Linked DNA regions of Mus musculus: region 1 is linked to region 2. A link is a contact called in public ChIA-PET data. All regions are on one chromosome and are shown on one strand. Each heading gives the region's core, a stretch centred on a gene start, on an enhancer-like site or on the middle of the called end of the contact. The rest is flanking DNA. Distances are from core to core; before and after follow the strand shown. Region 1 overlaps Thada (thyroid adenoma associated). Region 2 overlaps Thada (thyroid adenoma associated).

Region 1 (4,526 bases), core at 673-3,172, 110 kb before region 2:
TCTGAAAGGCTGCTGTTTGCCAGTGCTGAAGGAAGCAGGGCTGTGGTACATAAAATGTACTGACGAGCAAGGATGGGTTCCTGGGGATGTGGGGTTTGTTCTTGGGTTTGGTTTGCTGCTCATCTGATGACAGCCTTTTCTAAGAGGGAAACGGTTTGATAACAAATAGCCTTTTAAATTAAATTTAAGAGGTATTTAACAAAACTCATGTTTACATGGAAAAAACTCTGAGGCCTGAGGATATTAAGAACACATAAACAAATCCTCACAGAAACACCAGTCCATTTCATAAGCATTTATTTGGCCAGGAAATGCCAATTTCATATGACTCCAACTTTAAAAGTATTCATTATTGATTCTAAAAGCAAAACTTGTTTTTCCCCCTCCATTTGTTTGTTATATAAAAAATTATTTTATACATGAAGAAGAGTATAGATTGGATAAACGCAAGTGTATTTAGATTCCCTCATTATGTAGATACTCAGGGCTGCTACTTAAAAAGTTATGCTCTGAGTTGGAGAAATGTGTTTATTTGTTAGCTGACGTTTCTAGTTGGACCTGCTGGGGTTGGGCATGGGTGCTAACTGTATTAACTTCAAGAGAGATAGAAAAAAAGATTGCATACAAAATTGGATTTTAGTTCTAAAGGATTTCCTGATGGAACATCTACTTGCTGCTGACAATAGTTTCTAAGAATTTTTTAAAAAAATAAAGCATGCTACCTTGTAATATTTCAATAAATGTTGTATGTGATAAAGTATGTTAAAAGCCGGGTGTGGTGGCGCACGCCTTTAATCCCAGCACTTGGGAGGCAGAGGCAGGCGGATTTCTGAGTTCGAGGCCAGCCTGGTCTAAAAAGTGAGTTCCAGGACAGCCAGGGCTATACAGAGAAACCTTGTCTCAAAAAACAAAAAAACAAACAAACAAACAAAAAGTACAGTTAAAAACATCAATATAATATTAGTAAAATACACATCAGTTCTTCCCTCTTCCTGGCAGAACTTAGGTCTGCTGCCTAAGTCACTCAGAGGATACGTGCCTGAGAACAGAGCACAGGGGAAGTATTTCTGCCCTTTGAGTCTCTGACTTGATCCACTTTAGTTACTGGAAGAGAGGTTAATTAATGTAAAATTTCTTTAGTTTTAGTAATTCAGAAGATTAAAAATCTTTTGAGGGCTTCAAAAGATCATGGTGCACCATTGGAATTTGCCTTTAGTAAATGTAACATTTGTTTTCTAAAGAATTATAACAACATACTTAAATTCCAGAACAGTAAGCAAAATAGCTTAAGTTCACTGACTTGAAAAAACATTCTTTTATACTGCACGGTTCTAAAATAAATACTTAAAAGAAACAGAGAGCAAGCCATTCTATCTTGGATTTCATTTTCCTTCAGATAGAACAGCTAGAACAAACATTCTTGCTAGTTAGCATTGCCTGTGTTTTTATGAAGTTAATAACTAAGCTGTCAATCACGCCCTATATAAATACGGAGGTTGAATGCTTTCTGCTTCAGAAGCACTTTTATTTACAAGAGCTGCCAGCCAAGATTTCCAGAGCACTCCACGGGCTGTTTGCTTTGATCTGTGTTGAGGGCTGGTCTCTTTATACCTGTTGGTTTGCTCTTTATGATACCTTTGTGTGATCAGGTATTGGGAGAGCAGATGTGCAGAATAAACAGAGGGGAACCAGAGCTCAAGAGAAACCATGTAATTATGCACCAACAGCTCTAGAGCAGAGAATATTTTCCCAACTCCACTTAGCTGCTGTTATGACAAGAGGACAGATGTCATGGTGTTCACCCTGGGGAAGCTGGAGCTTTGCTTTAAGCAGCCACTTTTTATGGAGCGGTGTGCATACTCTGACTACAGCTTGCAGAGGTGGCGCAGGCCCTCCCTCCCACGCCTCTGCCTTTGCCCTTTTCTCACTTGCTCCTTCCTTGGGGAATGTTTACCACATGTCTCCGACCAAATAATCAGCTCTCTGTTGGGAGAACTACCTTTGAATTTTCAACTGGAAATGTGCCTTTTCACGGTTAAGGCCACTTTCAAAAACAGAATAGCGTTTTGGTGGGTCCCTCTGTGGCTTTGATTTAGAGTTTGTCCAGTACCGTGGGGAACTGAACACTGAAGGCCTTTGCACCCCCAGTGCCACCCCCATAGTCTTCAGTGAGTGAAAGAAGGGCAGAAAGGAAGAGGAACTGCAGTGCTTGCCTCCAAAATGACCTATTCTGAGGGATTTCTCCTTTTAATTAAAGCTGCCTTAGCATTTCCCATGACGTAATTACATTTGCATATTACTTTCCTCTAGGAAACTTGATGTTTGAAGTTTGTAACTTCTGGTTTTGTTTGAAACTAGAAAAGTTTTCCCTGTGTGTTTTAAACTAGAAATTTTATCATCACTTAACAATGCCTTTGGAGGGAAGGTTGGTTGGTTTTCAGGCCCTCAGAGGGTTCTCTGTGCATGGGCAAGTCCTCTTCATACTCACTGACCGTCTGGGCCAGCACTTTTCCCTCCTGTGACACTGGCATGACTCGGGTTTTCAATGGAAGGGCGCCAGTGCTTGGCTCCAGGGTTAGAAAGGAGGCCTTTTACTAATACGTTTTCTCCTTGCTTTCTGCCCAGAAAAGTTCTAAATCTCGTATTTCCAACAGTTACTATTGCAGTTTGTTGGGCTTCTGGTGTATAGCTTTTAAATATTGCTGTCTCTGATAGTCAGCAGAGGGTAAGTAATGCCCAGGTACCCGGTTGTAGCAACCTCCCTTGGGTACTTGCAGAGTAAAATTATTTGGTAAATGTTAAGGTAGATTAAAGCTTGGTTTTGAACCCGGTTCTCCTGCAGAGCCTTGTTGGGGAGCAAAGAAGTTGCCAGGAACCAGCACAAACTAGCTCAGCTGTAAGGCTATCTATAGCCTGTGTTCAGGCAGAAGCCTCCTAAGAGGTAGGAAAAGGCTGACATCACCTCTGAGCATCTTTAAGCCTTAGTTGTAAGTGGAGCTACAGGACAGCCAGAGACCAGGCCAGAGGAGCCAGAAGCAATTACAGAAGATGGGCCATGCTGCGAATACCAGTGAAGAAACTGCTGCTGCAGATGTGCCAGGGATGGTGGGGGGTAGAGGTGGGGACCCTCGAGCCGCTTAGTTGACCGATCCTGCCAAGTCCCCCCCAGTGTTTTTATTTTACATTCATTCAGGGTTCAAGCCTGTAATTAAATTTTCTGAACAAAGGACCTATTAAGTTACACCATCCAGATTGATGACTGACAGTTCTTCCTTCGAGGTACACAAGGAAATCTGTAGTGTGTAAAGCAAAATACAGACTGTAGTGAGGATTGAGGAGGAGGGTGTTACAGCGGACAGCAGGGTCGCCGCTCCAGCCCTTGGCCAGGTGTCTAGGTTTACCCTAGGATCTAAAACAGTGTCGGTGATAGGCCTTGTTCAGATATCCAGGAAAAATATGTGCATTTCTAACTAGTAGTGTATTGTTTTTTAAAAGCTCTCTCTGGCCAGTTCAGTGGCTCTGTGAGTAACGACACCAGCACGTGTGATGCTTTTGTTTGACCCCTGGGAGCTATGGTGTAGAGAATCCACTTGTACAGGTTCTCCTTGGGCCCTCACATTCTGTGACATATGCAGGCACACCCGCAGACACAAGCACACAACACTCACACACTTAAACAGTTATTTCTTCAACAGTTTAACTTAATATTATTTTTTGAAATAGGGTCTCCTATGTGAATCCGGCTGCCTCTGCCTCCTGAGAACTGGGATTAAAGGTGTGTGGCACCGCTCCTCCCAGCCCTAAATAAAATGTAATTTTTAAAAATCTCTCTCCACTTTTGTGTAGGCACCATATACTTGCTTAAAACATTTTCGCAGTGACCCACACACAATTTATGATGTTTATTCTTGGGCCCAAACTTAAGGCAGCTTCCCAGACTTGGAGAGCTCAGGGCTCAGCTCCATTAGCTTGGCATCTAGGCCCTCCACATCCACACCCATCCTGTCCATTGTTCCAGGCAAGCCAAAGGCATCCTGGCCTCAAAAGCATCTATGCTATGCCTTTTATTAAAGGCTTTCTCCTCCCCTCTAGCCTCCCAGCCGTCCTAGGAGAGGGAAATCCTTGCTGACCTTTAAGACCAAGCGTTATCTAAGCAGCACATGGGCTGACAGTGTCCTGGTTTACCCCAGCTCATGTGTGCTGAACCTTCCTGGAGAGCTTCTCTTTGGCTCTTGCTTACTGCTCAGGCCTCCATAACCATATTATTCTTCTCCCTCTCCCCCTGGTCCCCCTGGTCCCCCTGGTCCCCTTTCCCCCGGCCCCTTGGTCCCCCTCTCCCTCCTTCTCCCTCTCCCCCTTTCCGTCAGTTTTTTCTTTTGCTTTTGTTTTTCTGCTCCTTTATGCGTTGTTTTGTAAGTCTGATTTAAAACTCCTGGGAAGCAGAGGTAGAATTATTTGTGTGTAGCAATGTCCTCTGGAGCATTTACATTGTGGTGCTTGTCTGTCAGCTGTTGACTCTGCTCTCT
Region 2 (4,589 bases), core at 684-3,183:
AGGCAGTAAGGTCAGTGCAGTTACAGAGCAGTAGTCTGCTCGGGTCACAGAGATAACAAGTGACAAGCTATGTACCAGACCCCACTAGGCCAGGTCCTTAGCACACCAAATCTGGGCCTATGTAGTCTCAGGCTGAACTGGGACTCAGAGCCAGGGCTTCTCAAGCACTGTTCTAAAAAGAAAATCTAAGCTGCCTGCCTATGGATCTGCTGTACAGGTCCAAAGTTAAAACGAGCCAGGCATTGAAAAAAGAAAAACATCTCATCTACTAGGAGGACCCCAGCTCCAGTGTGTGTTGATCTGTTCTTGTTCAGTAACCATTTTCAACTGGTAGGTGTTGTTTTTTAAATACCTGACTTCATAAGCGGTAGCTTTCATCACGTCATTTTCTCCAGCTCAGAGGGGATACTACATCTTCATAGCACCTTCTCCCTGTTTTCACGTCAGTAGGATAGATGTCAAAGGCTTAGGTTATCTAGAGCATGGCAGGGCAGTTTTGTCTTCTTGGTCCTCACACAGACTGTGGTGATATGAGTAAGGGTGGCCCGGAGACTCTTGTATTTGAATGCCTAGTCGTTTGAGAAGGATTAGAACCATAGGAGACCAGGCTTTGTTGAAGTAGGTGTGACCTGGTTGGAGACAGTGTGTCACTGGCAGAGGGCTTTGAGGTTGTAAAAGCCCACAGAGGGCCGGGATCAGGATGGAAAGGTCTCATACACTGTGCCCGAGTGCTTCCGTGGCCCCTTCCATGACCATGATGGAGTAGTCCTCAGAAGCTGTAAGCAAGCCTCCAATTAAATTCTTTCTTTGGGTGCTACAGAGATAACTCAGCAGTTACGAGCATTGACTGCTTTTCCAGAGGTCCTATGTTCAATTCCCAGCAACCACATGGTGGCTCACAACCATCTATAAAGGGATTCCATGCCCTATTCTGCTGTGTATGAAGACAGCGACAGCAACAGTGACTATGACATAGACAGAGCCTCTGTCACAGGTTTGGGGACTCATTCTGTTACAGATTGCTAATTTCTTCCTACCCACAGTAGTCCATCATTTTTTGGTTTTTGTTGTTGTTGTTTTTAGTATAATGTAGCTGCCTAATTACATGCCTAGTAGAAAACACCTATTTTTCCCCTCCCCAAGGCCCAGGCAATTAACTCTCCATTCTTTACTTTTCTAGGCAAAATCCATGCCTGGTAACCAGAGCTGTGTATATTGATATTCTCTTCCTGCTGACTAACTGCCTGGACAGACCTGAGGAAGGCAAGCAGACAGGTATGACTGGCAGTTCTCCCTTGGAACATTGCAGGTAGCGTTTTGGGTAGCACACACACCCACGGCTAAGTGTGAGACTGACTCAGAATCTGTGTGGCTCTTTCCTAGAAGCTCAAGGAGACCTGCCCTCACATATGTTCTATGTGATCATCCAAAAAACGAGTGTGAATCCAACTCACATACCTCTGTGTTCCCAAGACCTTGACCTTTTGCTGTTCTGTGCTTTTCTTTGAAAATGTCATTTTCTGTAATGGTTCATCCTGTTCCATCCTATAGATAGCTGAACTGGCTCGTCCCTTGGTGGATATTTGAGCCCCTGTTCTCAATCTACCCTTCACCAGTTCATGTAAGAGTTCCTCCCTCAGGCTCTGACTTCATACATGTCTCTAGGCTATTTGATTCACAAAGTGAAGTAAAGAGAGAAGGATGTCCCAAATAAAAATAATTTGATATGTTCGTGTAAGAAAGAGGCCTCAGAAAGTGTACTACATGAGTTCCAGGCCCCAGGCTGAAATGTGTTCTCACATCCAGCTGGAACACAGGACAATGAGCTTGCAGCTAAAGCCCCTCCTAACTGCTTAGGAGTCTAAGGAGGCTGCACATGGAAGTCAGGTTCCGAGTACACACAGGCCAGGCCTTCTCTTGCTGGAATTTAGCCTAACCATGAGTCGTTACCTTCAGTAAATATGTCCAGGCTGTCAAAGTCCAGCTCTGTCTAAATGGAGCTCTGTTACCAAATTCAAACCAATTGAAAGTATTTGTGGAAAGGGCATTGAAATGTCTCACCCAGATTAATGTGTTATTAGCTCACAGAGCCCTTGTGGCCATGCAGAGGTAATCAGAACACATAATCCTCTCCACATCCAGTAGTATAAGATCATGTTGCTTTATGGGAGACGTTTCCTGGTTTACCCAGGCATTGTGTCTCATACCTGTAATATCAGCACTAGAGAGGTAGAGACAGGCTGGGCGTGGTGGCACATGCCCTTAATCCCAGCACTTGGGAGGCAGAGGCAGGCGAATTTCTGAGTTCGAGGCCAGCCAGGTCTACAGCGTGAGTTTCAGGACAGCCAGGGCTATACAGAGAAACCTGTCTCGAAAAAACAAAAACAAAAAAACAAAAAAAGGGGGGGGGGGGAGGTAGAGGCAGGATGATCAGGAGTTCAAAGCTATCCTCAGCTACTCATTGAGTTCTAAGCCAGCGTAGGTTACATCCTATCTTCAAAAAAAAAAAAAAAGCTAACATTCTAACTTGTACCTTTCATCTCAACATAGTTATGAATATTGTCCCACCTATATTCTTTAGACTATCCAGGTCTGTGTAATAAAATATAGGTCGTTCTAGCTGTGTGGCATCTACTTTAGTTTACACTTGAGTTAACTGGAATCCAGCGATTATAAAAAGAACAAAACCCAGATGCTAACAAGCAAGCTGTTCTAGACTCTTGCCTTCTGATCTTCTCCTCAGATTCCACATCTGCAGATGTGACTGGAAGGTCTGCTTACAGCCTCCTCACTAGGACACCCGCAGAGTTGTGTGTTTGACTGAAATTGTTGGACAGTGGGTTCTATTCATATGGAACCCTGTTCCTAAACTCTAAGCCATCTTAAAGTGCTTTGCAGGGGCCAAGGACATGTGCAGCCACCTCACCCAGATGTGCGTTGTGTTTAGTCTGGTACAAAAGGGTCAGCCCTTGGATGCTGTGATGCTGTGCACCTTTGCTTCCCCAGCTTCTTTCTCGTCCTTTGTCTATGAACCCCATGAGGATGGATTTGGGGACTCTTTAATCATTCTATCCTCCAAACTCTTTCCATCAGTAAGAGCATTTGCCCCAGTTAAATGGCATCACACACCGTCTTCACTATCTCACTCGCACACATCACTCTTCTTAGCATCCTTTATGGAGTAAGACTTGGTGGGAACACAGCATGTGCCTCTTTCTCTAGTGTGACAGTCATGGCTCGACGTGTGCTGTACTTGTACTGCCCAGTGAGATAGAAACAAGCTCAGAGGTGGCACATGAGCGTGTGATGTATGTAGCTGCTCTAAAGTGAGATGTTCTGTAAATATAAAATGTACAGCAGATTTCACAGAATTCCAGCACTAGGGAGGCCAAGACAGATTTAAGCCCAGCCTGGGCTACCTATCACAACATGTCTATGAAATACTTAAAAGGCAGGGCGGGTAATAGCTCAGAGAAGATAGGCACTTGCTGCCAAGCTTGACAACCTGCTACTGATCCCCAGAACCCACGTGCTGGAAGCAGAGAACCAACCTCTGAAAGTTGTCTTCTGACCTTCATAAACTTGCCATGGCAACTCATGTTCACACACACACACACACACACACACACACACACACTCAAGTAACTCATTAAAATAGAGTTCAAATGTTAAAGGAAGAATTTTTTCAGCCGGGCAGTGGTAGTGCACACCTTTAATCCCAGCACTTGGGAGGCAGAGGCAGGCGGATTTCTGAGTTTGAGGCCAGCCTGGTCTACAGAGTGAGTTCCAGGACAGCCAGGGCTATACAGAGAAATCCTATCTGGAAAAAAAAATTTTTTTTTCAAAAAATGTTATGCTGATTATTTGTTGGAAAGGGAATAGTTTTGGCATCATTGCATTTTTTAATTTATTATTAAAACTAATTTCATGAATTTCTTCCACTTCTTAGTCAAAATGTAAGGAGTTCTGTGTATAGCCTAGTGACACATTACATACCCAGCATGTGCAAAGGCCCAGAGCTCGATCCCAGTAACCACAAGACAATTCAGATGCAAGTACTAAGGCAAGTATAGTGACTCACAGCGGCAGCCGAGGCGCCAGGAAACCAGAATTGGAGAACTGCTGCAGTTTAAGGCCAGCCTGCTCTACATAGCAAGTTCCAGGCCAGCCAAGGCTATATGGTAAGACCTTGTCTCAAAAGACAAAAGAAAAGATGGTTTACTGCTAAAATAGGAAGGAGGGAGGTAAGAAGGAAAACAAAGCTATCACTGAATGCCTGTGCTTCACTTTGTCATGGGGCAGTGCAAAGAGGGAAGGCAGGGGTCCAAAGGTTTAAATTCCATACATAAGCCATAAAAGACATGGTGTCTGTGTATATCGTGTTCACACATGCCTCTGTGTGTGTGTGTGTGTGTGTGTGTGTGTGTGTGTGAGAGAGAGAGAGAGAGAGAGAGAGAGAGAGAGAGAGAGAGAGAGAGAGAGAGTGTGTGTGTGTGTGTGTGTGAATGTTGTATTCATAGAATGTATTCATGTAACTGTAATAGCAAATTTCCCTCCTGGGTCTCTAGAACTAACCAAATATCAAACCG

The links. ChIA-PET counts read pairs in DNA pulled down with a chosen protein or histone mark.
Region 1: a contact with region 2 is called in an H3K27ac ChIA-PET map of liver, with 4 times the contacts expected there. The contact joins two enhancer-like sites. A contact is called at or near these places in 30 of 484 Hi-C or Micro-C datasets (the 3T3-L1 cell line, 3T3-L1-derived adipocytes, the C10 cell line and 20 more), 9 of 115 datasets of contacts at active chromatin or transcription factors (the HPC-7 cell line, astrocytes, bone marrow-derived macrophages and 6 more) and 2 of 9 other capture datasets (adipose tissue and liver).

The regions. Positions count from the first base shown.
Region 1 is chr17:84,363,212-84,367,737 of GRCm38.p6, reverse strand. The region is part of intron 26 of Thada (thyroid adenoma associated); the gene reads left to right. Among named protein-coding and RNA genes, the nearest start is that of Gm24722, 26 kb to the left of the region's middle. Within about 2 kb of position 1,922, at least 103 of the 459 cell types and tissues checked have an H3K27ac peak or open chromatin away from gene starts, as enhancers often do. A contact at or near this core is called in liver and rod photoreceptor, where this site is marked.
Region 2 is chr17:84,249,020-84,253,608 of GRCm38.p6, reverse strand. It overlaps Thada (thyroid adenoma associated), which reads left to right. Exons shown (of 38, transcript NM_183021.3): 31 at 1,181-1,275. Among named protein-coding and RNA genes, the nearest start is that of Gm24492, 36 kb to the left of the region's middle. Within about 2 kb of position 1,933, at least 10 of the 459 cell types and tissues checked have an H3K27ac peak or open chromatin away from gene starts, as enhancers often do. A contact at or near this core is called in liver and rod photoreceptor, where this site is marked.